Linked DNA regions of Sus scrofa: region 1 is linked to region 2. A link is a contact called in public Hi-C data. All regions are on one chromosome and are shown on one strand. The core of a region is the stretch at or near the end of the contact, and the rest is flanking DNA. Distances in the headings are between cores, read along the strand shown. Region 1 holds the start of INHBB (inhibin beta B subunit). Region 2 has its middle 45 kb from the start of GLI2.

Region 1 (5,180 bases), core at 1,787-4,286, 380 kb after region 2:
AGTGCAGCCTTCGTTTCTGAGAAGTTCCAAGGGACCGGACACTCAGCTCTGAAACTTGAGGTCCAGCCCTTTCACAAGACCTTGACTCCCCATGAATGGCACGTTCAAAATCTCCATGGGGGAGAAGTGGCTTGTTAGTTTTCTCGATAATTCTGCTCAACAAGAAGAGAGGCCGCGCCGACCCAGAGATGCCTCCTCTCATCCCACGTTTGTTTCAGTGACCCTTCTCTCTGACAATTCCTACTTTTTTCATTTGGCAGGAAGAACAAATAAGGCAACCGTGTGGCCTGCGCTGGTTTTATCAAACCGCCTACCACAGTCGTCCCCTGCCTCCCACAGCCCCCTCCTCAGGCCTTGCCTGGCTCCTCTAATAACACTGACATCTGACTTTGAAATGGGGGAAAGTGCAGCCTTAAAAGCTGGTCTTGGACAGGCTGCCTGTGACCTGAATCTGTTATTTATAAGTCAAAGAGCTGGCTCCGTGAAACGGACCAGAAATATAACAGCCCCCGCTGTCATTTTGTGCCACCGGGAGCAAAAGGCCTCCTCGACCTTCCAGAATCACATTTCTACTCTGAGCCCCAAAGCACCTTTTAACCAAGCTCTCTAATTGCATGGCCAGCTTTCCCTGACTCAGTCAGACAGCGAAAACGGCAATGTGTTTCTTTCTAAGCACAAACCAGCCACTGATTGTCTCTGCTTTTCTCCACACCCGGCCATGCAAAACTTTTTATCCCTTTTCATCCCCAAGCGGCACCAGCACAGTCTGCCTTCTGCCTTCTGCCTTGGGGGGGGGAGGCGCATTTGCAGCCCAGGGACACAACCGCCACCGCCCTCCCCAGGCTCCCTGCCCATCCTGCCCTGCCCAAACCAGGGCTTCCCCCTGCGACCTTCTCCGCAGTCCTCTCAGCACCAATAGGGCTGAGCTCCAGGCACAAAAGCCAGCCTGGCTCATTCAAGTCCTGAAAAGGACAGCGGAGTCGAAAGCACTTGCAGCATTTCAGCGCGAGCGCATTTTCCTCTTTCTTTTAAAGTTAGAAAGATTTTTTTCTCTTGATTTTTATATTCAGACTGCGGTAGAAATTTGCAATCCAGGGCTGAGGGAAAATTCCAGAAAGGACTCCGACCCTTTGTTAACTGAACTCTCAGGCTTCTACAGCGAGGGAGCTGCTGCCGCTGCCGCCGCTGCCGCCGCTGCCGGGAGAGCCGAAAGGCACCCGGCTGCCGCGGAGCCGCGTTTCTCTGCGTAAATGATGGGACCTGTTGAGAAGCCTGCCTTCCGCCCGATTCCGGTGCCCACACAATCGGAAGAGAGGTTGCCTAGCTCTCCCCAGTGAGGCTTCAGCAATCCTGGCAAGCCCACACCACCCGGCGATGGAAGCGGCCCCAGGGGCCTCTCACACACACACACAAACACACACACACACACACTCCTCCGGCCCACGGATATCAACAAGCACAACATTTCCATCCACACCGCTAAGCCTACACTCTGATCGTGGGAAACAAAAACATTAAGCAATCACCGAGCAAGTGCCCGCGGAGCCAGGGCAGCATGCATCTGTCGGGAGGGGGGACGCGCGCCCAGAGGCGCTGGGGCCCGATTCTGGAGAGCAGGGGTGGAGAGGAAAGCACTCTGTGCCGGGGGTAGGGGGAGCAAGAAGGGGTTGCTACCCGAAGAAAGAGGACAGCAACCAGGACGGAGCGCACAGGGCCCAAGGCGAGCGGGCCGGGCCAGGAGCCCAGGTTTCCCCCAGGGCGCGCTGCCTGCGGCGGCGGTGGACAACGTGGGCAAGGAAAAGGGGGTGGAGGAAGGGGCGAGAGCCACGGCTGGATACTCAAGGGACCGACCCACCTGTCTCTGCGAAGCTGATGATCTCGGAGACCCGCTCTTGGCCGTCGGCGCCAGGGCTGGCGTGGCCGTCCAGGTGCGGGATCTCCACCCGGCCGTCCTCGCGCACCTTGCCCGCATGTAGTTTGCGCAGGGCCGTGACCATGGCGGCCTTGGGCACGGCATGGGTGATGTTGGGTCGGCCCCGCATCTGCAGGCGGTTCAAGATGTGGCGCTTCACCGCCTCCAGGAAGTCGCCGTCCAGCCGGCCCAGCTCCTCTGGCCGCCGGAAGCCGCCGCACGACGTGCAGGTGTCCTGGGAGCCGCCGAGGGCTCCGGGCGGCGGGGGCGGAGGTGGAGCGGCTGGCGACGGCGGGGGCGTGGGTGAGCCCCAGGCCTCGGGCCCCAGCCAGCCGGCCGCCAGCAGCAAAAGGCAGGCGGCCCCCAGCGCCCGACCGGGCAGCCCGTCCATGGTGCGCCGCTGGCGACGAGGGCGCCCGCCGCGAGGCGAGCCGAGCCGAGCGCAGGGCCGGGCTCCGGGCTCCAGGCGCGCCGCCCCGCCCCGCCCCCGCCCGCGCCCGCCCGGGCCTCCACCCGCCCGCCGGGAGGGCCGCCGCCGGCTCACAGGGGAGGGGGCCGGCCGGGCCGCGGGGATTCCCGCGCGGCGGGGAAGGGGTGCGGTGGGCCCCGGGAGCCGGAGAGGTGCGCTGGGCGAGGCGGTAGCGAGGGGTCACTGCCACTCGGGCGTCTCGGGGCGCCTCGGCATCCGCAGCCTTCTCCCCATCCTTTCCGCGTCGGGGCCCCGCAGGCCCCGCTCGGGTGAAGCGAAAGCGGCGGCAGCGGCGGCTTCGCCGCCGGGCGGGGAAGGTGGCGAAAAGGCCGGTCGAAGCAACTTGGCCGAGATGAAAGCGAAGGCGCCTGAGCCCCCGGAGCGGAACCGGGCGCGGCTTGGAGTGGCGCTGTGGCGGGGCCCGGCGCTCACACCTGAGCGTCTCGCCCTCGCCGCCTCGCGCGGAGGAAGGGCTGCTGCCGCCGGCGACGGGCGGGTTGTCCTCTCCACCGGCCGCCGGGCGGGCAAAGGAGCGGAGCGAGCGCGGTGCCGGGGGCGCCGGGGAGCACGGGTCGGTTCAGAAGCGGCGCAGAGCCCCGGGCCGCGGGCCCTGCGGTCCTTCGGGCGCGTCACACGGCAAAGTTGTCTCCAGGCTCCCGGGGCGCCGCATCCGCCGGCGGCCAGCCGCTGCGCGCTCCGCCGGGGCCTCTGCTCCGCCGGCCTCCTCGCCTCCTGCCTCCCTCCGCCCGCGTGCGCCGGCCGGCTGGGCGCGGGGCGCCGGGCAAGGAAGGCGAGGCGGAGGCAGGGCCCTCCTTGCTCCGGTCTCCGCTGCCTGCCGCGGCGGCAGCGGTGTCGGCTCGAGCGCCTAAAAGTCTCGCGGCGTCCCCGGCGCTGGTGCCCTAGCTCGCTCTCCCGCTGGCACACGCCGCAGGGCCGGGAGAGAGCGGGAGGGTGGCGGCCGCGTCCCCGCGCTGGCCTCGACAGAGTGCAGATCCCGCCGAGGAGGAGTTCTTCTCTTTGCCCTCTCTTCTTTTACTCTCCTCGTTTTTTCTCCCAAGGGGAAAAAAAAAAAAAGCCGCACAATCTCCGTATGTGCGCGCGCGTTGAGATAGACGTTGGCAGGAAAAGGGGGGGCGGGCGAGTGTCGCCCTGGCCGTGCGGGAGGAGAATGTCCGCGCCTCCCGGCTCCAGCTTCCCCGGGAGGCGGGGGACAGGGGGAAGGGGAGGCGGAATCTGTTCAGGTCGGTGCTGCCCGCTCCCCCCGCCCGCCCACCCCCGCTTCCCTCAGCTTCTTTCCTTCTGCCTTCGTGAGAAGGAGGAGCGAGCCGGCCCTCTCCCTTCCCCCTTCACCCCCCGCAAGGCCGGGCCACTTCTGCGGTCTGGAAACTTTCTCACCACGTGGGCGCCCCGGACCCCAGCCCAGCCGGGCATCGGGCGGCACCGACGGGCTCCTGGCCCAGGATCCCGGCGCTGGCCTCCTCCCCGCAGCCGCGCAGGCCCTGCCCTCGTCCCTGCCGCCGCCCTCCGCGACCGGGAGAGGCACCTCTCGCCGCCGCAGCCGCCCCCGGCCTGCCTGGGGAGCTCCCTCGCGGGCCTTGGCGAGGCGGGGCGGCGATGCGGCCTCGAGCGCCGCAGCCTGGCTCCGCGGGTGGATGCCGCTCCCGGGCTGCAGTGCCCGAGCCCAGCGCCCCAAGCCGCTGGTGCACTGGGCGAAGCGTGGGCCCAGCAGGCTGGAGGTGCCGGGAGGTGGCCGCAGCCGGAGGCCTGCCTTCCCCCGGCTCTGAGCCCCGAGGAACTCCTCGATTGCGTGGGGGAACCGGCCTCGCGGCCGAGAGACCTCCAGGTTGGCGAGGTCTCCAGGTTGGCGAGGTCTTCCTCAGCACCGCCACCCCCCCAACTGGCAAACCTTAGCCTGAGATAAACCGGGTTCCAGTCTAGGCTCAGTCACGGACAGTTTGCAGCAGTGACCTTGGGTAGAGTGTTCACACTCTAGTCACTACTGCCTCATCTGTACACGGGGCACAGTCACACCTATTAGCACACGGGCTGGCTGGGCGCCCCAAAGTAAGCAACTGGGCCAAGCTCCTCACAGTACTCAAATTATGTTCCAAGGCCTCCGTTCTTAGGCCACCAGACAAGAGGTGCTGTCGATGGAAACCAAGCTCCCATCCCCCTCCAGAACCCCAAGTGCAATCCATTCCTTCTGTCCGTCATCACGCCCAACATGGACTTGGAGCCGCAAAGCAGTGCGCCTAGGGCGCAGCGCCTGGGGCCAGGAACCCGGCCTTGCCCTCTTCCATCAATCGTCCGGACCCCGACCCACAGTGGCCGTGCCCCGGTAACAGTGCGATTGCGAAGAGGTCATTCTGGTCTTAGGATATTAGGAAACCCAGGACCACCGAGGAAGACCTGGGCCATCTGCTTGGGGTTACCCCCACCGCACCCTCCGCGGCCCCTCATCGCAAGCTTCTCGGCTGCTGTGGCGCTCAGCCCGGACCGCAGCCGCACCGAGGCCCGCAAGTCTGGAGGCGGAGCGCCCCCTCCCTCCCGATCAGAGGAACCGACCCGGAGGTTAGCAGGGCTGCTCCCGCGGTGCAAAAAAATGAGGCTGGTATGGGTTTACCAACCCAAAGTCAGGAGCAGGGGTCCAGGAGGGTCCCCAAGATGGCAGCCCTTCTGACTCCTTAGGGCTTTCTCCAGATTGCAGTTATCTGCCACTCCCAAACTCAGCTGTCCACCACTCACCTTGTTCCAGAGCCTGTAGTCCCAGAGCCTGCAATCCCCAAGCAATAAGAAGAT
Region 2 (5,558 bases), core at 3,018-5,517:
TTGAAACAGTGATTCAATGAACACACATACACTTGTCATACTTGGTTTCTTTCTTTCTCCATAGATGTGATGTACATCTAGATGTAGACATAAATGGATACGTAGGTACACACCCTTCTCTGTGCATGTGGAAAAGACTGAAAGCTGCATTCCTGGTGACATTGCATCTGGGTTATAGGCTGGACATTCTTGTCCTTCCAAAATTCGTATGTTGAAATCCCAATGCCCAGTGTCCCAGTGTGATGCTATTAGGAGGCAGGGGCCTTTGGAGGGTAATTATGTCATGAGGGTGGGGCCCTGAGGAATGGAGTTAGTGCCCTTATAAAAGGGATCTGAGAAAGCCCTCTACCCCCTTCCTGCCACTCTGAGATACAATGGGAAGGTGGCCCTCATGCAGTGAGGAAGGAACCTCAACAGAATTGGATCATGACACCTTGGCCTCAGACTTCCAGCCTTGAGAATGGTGAGAAATAAATGTCTGTGGTTTCTAAGCCACCTGGTACTCTTTGACAGCAGCCTGCACAAAGACCACATCTAAGTCCTTCTGCAGGCATCTCCTAAGAATAAGGATGTTCTCCTACGTGACCATGATGCTTTTGCCATACCTAAGAAACATCACTAAAACTCAGTAATATCCAATATGCCCTACAATATGCCCTATATATTCAAATTTTCATAATTATTTCCTAACTATCTTAACTAGCTTTTTTTTTTTTTGATCCCTGATCAGCTCAAGTTCACACATTGCATTTGCATGTTATGCCTTTTGATATTTAGGCCCTTTGAATTTCTTAATTTCGAAGACTTCCTAGAGTTTGGTCTTCGTTCCTTTCTTCCTTTGGTGGGACCCAGGGCATATGGAGGTTCCCAGGCTTGGGGTCAAATCAGAGCTGCAGCTGCTGGTCTACACCACAACCACAGCAACGCAGGATCTGACCTGCATTTGCAACCTACACTGCAGCTTGCAGCAACGCTGGATCCTTGACCCACTGCGTGAGGCCAGGGATCAAACCTGCATCGTCACGGACAATGAGGTTCAGGTTCTTAATTGCCTGTTCTTAACTGCCTGAGCCACAACAGGAACTGCTTACAGTAGTTTTATAGTAAGCTTGACATCAGGGAGTAGGAATCCTCCAGTTTTGTTCTCTTTTTTCTGGATTGTTTTTGCTATTCAGGGCTTCTTGAAGTTCTATATGAATTTTAGGATAGGTTTTTCTATTTATAAAAAAAATACATCATTGGATTTTGATGGGGATGACACTGAAACTGAAGATCATTTTGGGTAGAAGTGACACCTTGCAATCCATGAACATGAGATGCATTTCCATTTATTTAGCCCCCCCCCTTTATGCTTTTTAGGGCCGCACCTTTGGCATATGGAGGTTCCCAGCCTAGGGGTCCAATTGGAGCCACAGCTGCCGGCCTACACCACAGCCACAGCAACATCAGATCTGAGCTGTGTCTTACTCATGGCAAGACCAGATCCTTAACCCACTGAGCGAGGCCAGGGATTGAATCTGCAACCTCATGGTTGCTAGTCGGATTCATTTCTGCTGCGCCACAAGAGGAACTCCATTTATTCAGTCTTTAATTTCTTATTTTATTTAGTCCATCTAGCTAAAGACTTGTCCATTGTGTTGGCCACTTTCCTCTCTTTCTTGATTCATTTTTTACAAAGTTAATCTGCTAATATAACACCTAGGTGCCCAATAACAAATTTCATAAATCGATCTATCCAGTGTGTAGCCAGGTAGAGTCCCCACCCCCAGGCACCTTTCTCTCTTGTCGTCCTCCACCAAAGGTGGCCACCATCCTGAATGCTCACTGTTCACATGTATTTCTTCATAAGTTCTCTAGGACACATGCCTCTCTGAAAAACACTCAGTGTTGCGTTGTTTGATGCTTTTAAATTTGATAGAAATGGCATAGATTTTATTCTTCTGCAGTTTGCCTTGATGTTATGTTCGAGAGCCTTGCCTCACGGATCTGCTGGTGTTCGTGCGCCAGAGTTTTGCTCATTTGTGTACAGAGAAGGAACACTGCTGGATGGTCACTTACAGCAGCCAGCGCTCATGGTACGGAGGCACCCAGCTAGTGCTTCCACTCATCCTAAAGTGGCTGCATGGTTCTACACTCCCACCAGGGGGCGCGATCTCACCTCTCTGGGCCTTCTGCTACCCTTGGCCTTGCCACACTTTGAAGAGTGGATTAGTTATAATCCCTTAACAGTGAACACTATTCATTCACTCATTCATTCATTCCATGGAGCACAGAGCAGCCATGAAGTCACGTTTCCCACAGATATTTCATGATGTGAAAACTGCTCTCCATATAACACTTGAGTTCTGGGAAACTGCATATAGCCTGTGTCTATAATAACCAAAGAACAGAGCTGGACAGGAGGGAATGCAAAAGAGAATGGTTTTATTTTCTTCTTTCCTTTTGCTGCTTTTGTTGTCAGAAATAAAAGGGCAAATATAATGATTATCTTTAGGCAGCTGGGAGACGCGGTGGAGAACCCTGGAAGCTGCTCAGAGAGAATTGCTCAGCTGGGGGCGGGGTTGGGGGTGGGGGGCAGGCTCTGGGGCCCCGCGGCAGGATTTCGGGCTCTGTGTGCCAAGCCCCTGTGAGCTGACAATGTGGGCCCTGGGCCAGGGCAGTAACCACTCCCAGGGGTTTCCTCTACTGTGAACAGGAAACAGGAGTGGGCTTCTGCTCAGGGGGCTGTTGTGGGTTGTAAGCGAGTGAAGTGCTGAGAACCAGGAGAGTGCTTGGGTGCTCCCCATGGAGCTGGTGGTATCGCGGTCCACAGAAGGGAAGACAGAACTGGCAGGAGTGGGATGGAGCAGCCCTCGGATTTGGGGACACTGAGATGGGCAGGAGGGGACAGAGATGATGTAATGGGCTTAGCACAGGTGCATGCAAAGGAGAGGCTTGTCCTGTGAACCGAGCCGCTGGAAAACAGGTCGGGACCGGGTTCTGCTGACCAGGCCACTGTCCCTGTGTGCCCACCAGCCTCAGGCTAGTCCTCTGTCCCAGGCTCCAAGCCAAACCCAGACCCCGAAGGAAAGTGATTCCCAGTGTCACATCGTTGGGTTCCATGGTCCTATGTTGAGGCTGTCCCATGTTCTCAGGCTGCCACCTGCCTGTTTACAGGGCGGGTGGGGAGTAGGGGAACAAGGGGTGTTCCCGGTTACACCGCTGACCCAGCGCGGAAAGTATGTTCCTTCCGCCAGGGGTGGGGGTGGTTTGGAGTTGCGGTTTGGGACGCCGCCGAGGCTGCAGGGCTGTGATGTTCGTGGGAGGAACGGGGTCTCTTTGCTGCCTCCATCCTGCTGCCCCGGGGCCGGGCTGCTCTCTCCTGGGAGGGAAGGTGGGGACAGCCGCCAGGAGCCCGCTTTGCCCTCGTCCTGCGACCTGCGTGGCGGTCCTGAGCTGGAGGGAGGGACACAGAGGCCCCTTCCCAGGCCAAACTCCACGACACAGAGGCGTCTGCTCGATAGCCCGGCGGTCGGGGTGCGCCTGTGCCCGGTGGTTGTCCTTGTGGGACCTGCTGCTCCTCCACTGTCCCTCAGCTCCACACCTCATGCCTAAAATGTGGAACAAGAGGAACTCCTCTTATTTAGTCTTTAATTTCTCATTTGGGATCTTCCAAGCCCAAAGCTCAACTTGAGCCACCTTGGTCACAGGTATGATGTGAGCGCAGGAAAATCGAAGGTCAAGGAGGTCCCGGAACAACAGGCTTCTGAAGACTCTCACCTGCCAGTGTCCCTGCCTCATCTTGGCCTCTGGTTTGGCCTGTCATGGAGCAAGCCTGCAGTGGTCAGGCACTGGGAACAGGAGGTGGCAGTGCCGGGGCTCACATGGTCCCCTCCCTGCTCAGGCCACAATGCTATCAAATCCCTCAGCAGCTGCCAGGTCAGGTCCCCTGAGAGATGACTCCCTTTAGGAGGAATGTACTGGAACTTGTCCCGCCACAGCAACCAAATGATTACCAAGTCACCAGTTTCACAGTGAAATTTTTCACTCCAAAAAATGCTGCCTGTTTTCAATTCCACAAAGCATTTGCGATTTTTTTTCCCCCAGAAGGATGATAATTTATTTATAGCTCAATATAAGTGAGGCATGTCAGATGTGGGAGAAAGAGGGAGGCAGATAAAGGCATGGCTGGACCATATTTTCTTCATTAGCTGTAAATATGAAGGTAGTGGAAGAATTTGTGCAGAGTGAGCGTGTTTTTCTCTTGCTGGCCTGTGCTGAGCTCGAGAGCTTGGCGTGATGGATAATTCAGCCCAGTTCCTTTATATCATGCTTCTGTTTTTCCAGAAAGTCATAGAAACCCCTGTGAAAGAAAACACACCGATCAGAGAGGAGAAGCGGATTTCGACAGACTTGTTCAACTGTCAGGCCTAGACTGGGGGGAGGGAGCTGATAGCGTGGCATGATGTTAGAGAAAATAAAATTGGAGTTCCTGCTGTGGTGCTGTGGGTTAAGCATCCAGCTGCAGCAGCTCGGGTAGCTGCAGAGGCTCGGGTTTAATCCCTGGCCTGGTGCAGTGAGTTAAAGGATCCAGCCTTAATGCAGCAGTGGCCCGGAGTCAATCCCTGGCCCAGGAACTTCCAAATGGCTTGGGTACGGCCTTTTTTAAAAAAAAAAAAAAAAAAGGAAGAACATAAAATCAACAGAATTCAGCCCCAGCATTGAGTGAACTCCTAGTTACTGCCTTCTAAAATGATGGCTTCTGTTGGCCTAGCCATCACCATTTTTTGCCCACGCCCATGACATGTGGAAGTTTCCAGGCCAGGGATGGAACCCAAGCCATACATAAGAGTAACCAGAGCCCTAGCAGTGACAGCACTGGATCCTTAAACTCTAGGCCACCAGGGAACTCTTTAAAAAAATATATTTTTCTTGGCGTTCCTTCCGTGGTGCAGTGGAAACGAATCCGACTAGGAACCATGAGGTTGCGGGTTTGATCCCTGACCTTGCTCAGTGGGTTAAGGATCCGGCATTGCCATTAAGCTGTGGTGTAGGTCACAGATGTGGCTTGGATCCAGTGTTGTTGTGCCTCTGGTGTAGGCTGGCAGCTACAGCTTCAATTTGACCCCTAGCCTGGGAACCTCCATATGCTGTGGGTGCAGCCCTAAAAATACAAAATACATAAATAAATAAATAAATAAATAAATAAATAAATAAATAAATAAATAAAATGAATTAAAAAATTTTAAATTATACTGGATTTATAGTGTTCTGTCAATTTTTGCTGTATAGCAAAGTGACCTGGTCCTACACATTCTTTTTCTCATGTTATCTTCTATCATGTTCTTTCACAAGAGACTGGATATAGTTTCCTGTGCTATACAGCGAGACTTCATTGCTTATCCATTCTAAATTTAACAGTTTGCATCTACCAAACTCCCCATCCATCCCACTCCCTCCTCCTCCCCCTCCCCTTTGGCAACCACAAATCTGTTTTTCATGTCACTGAGTCTGTTTCTGTTTTGTAGATAGGTTCATTTGTGCCCTATTTTAGATTCCACAAGTAAGTGATATCATAT

The links. Hi-C and Micro-C count contacts between places; a contact is called where the count stands out from the background.
Region 1: a Hi-C map of retroperitoneal adipose tissue shows a contact between it and region 2, with 2.3 times the contacts expected there. The contact joins the promoter of INHBB here to the enhancer-like site in region 2. A contact is called at or near these places in 2 of 5 promoter capture datasets (fetal skeletal muscle and liver), 27 of 47 Hi-C or Micro-C datasets (adipocytes, adipose tissue, alveolar macrophages and 17 more) and 1 of 2 datasets of contacts at active chromatin or transcription factors (skeletal muscle).

What each region holds. Positions count from the first base shown.
Region 1 is chr15:31,001,369-31,006,548 of Sscrofa11.1, forward strand. INHBB (inhibin beta B subunit) reads right to left here and starts at 3,037. Exons shown (of 2, transcript NM_001164842.1): 1 at 1,856-3,037. The coding sequence starts at 2,303.
Region 2 is chr15:30,621,659-30,627,216 of Sscrofa11.1, forward strand. No RefSeq gene overlaps it. Among named protein-coding and RNA genes, the nearest start is that of GLI2, 45 kb to the left of the region's middle. Within about 2 kb of position 4,268, at least 8 of the 83 cell types and tissues checked have an H3K27ac peak or open chromatin away from gene starts, as enhancers often do. A contact at or near this core is called in adipose tissue, embryonic fibroblasts, omental adipose tissue and 1 more, where this site is marked.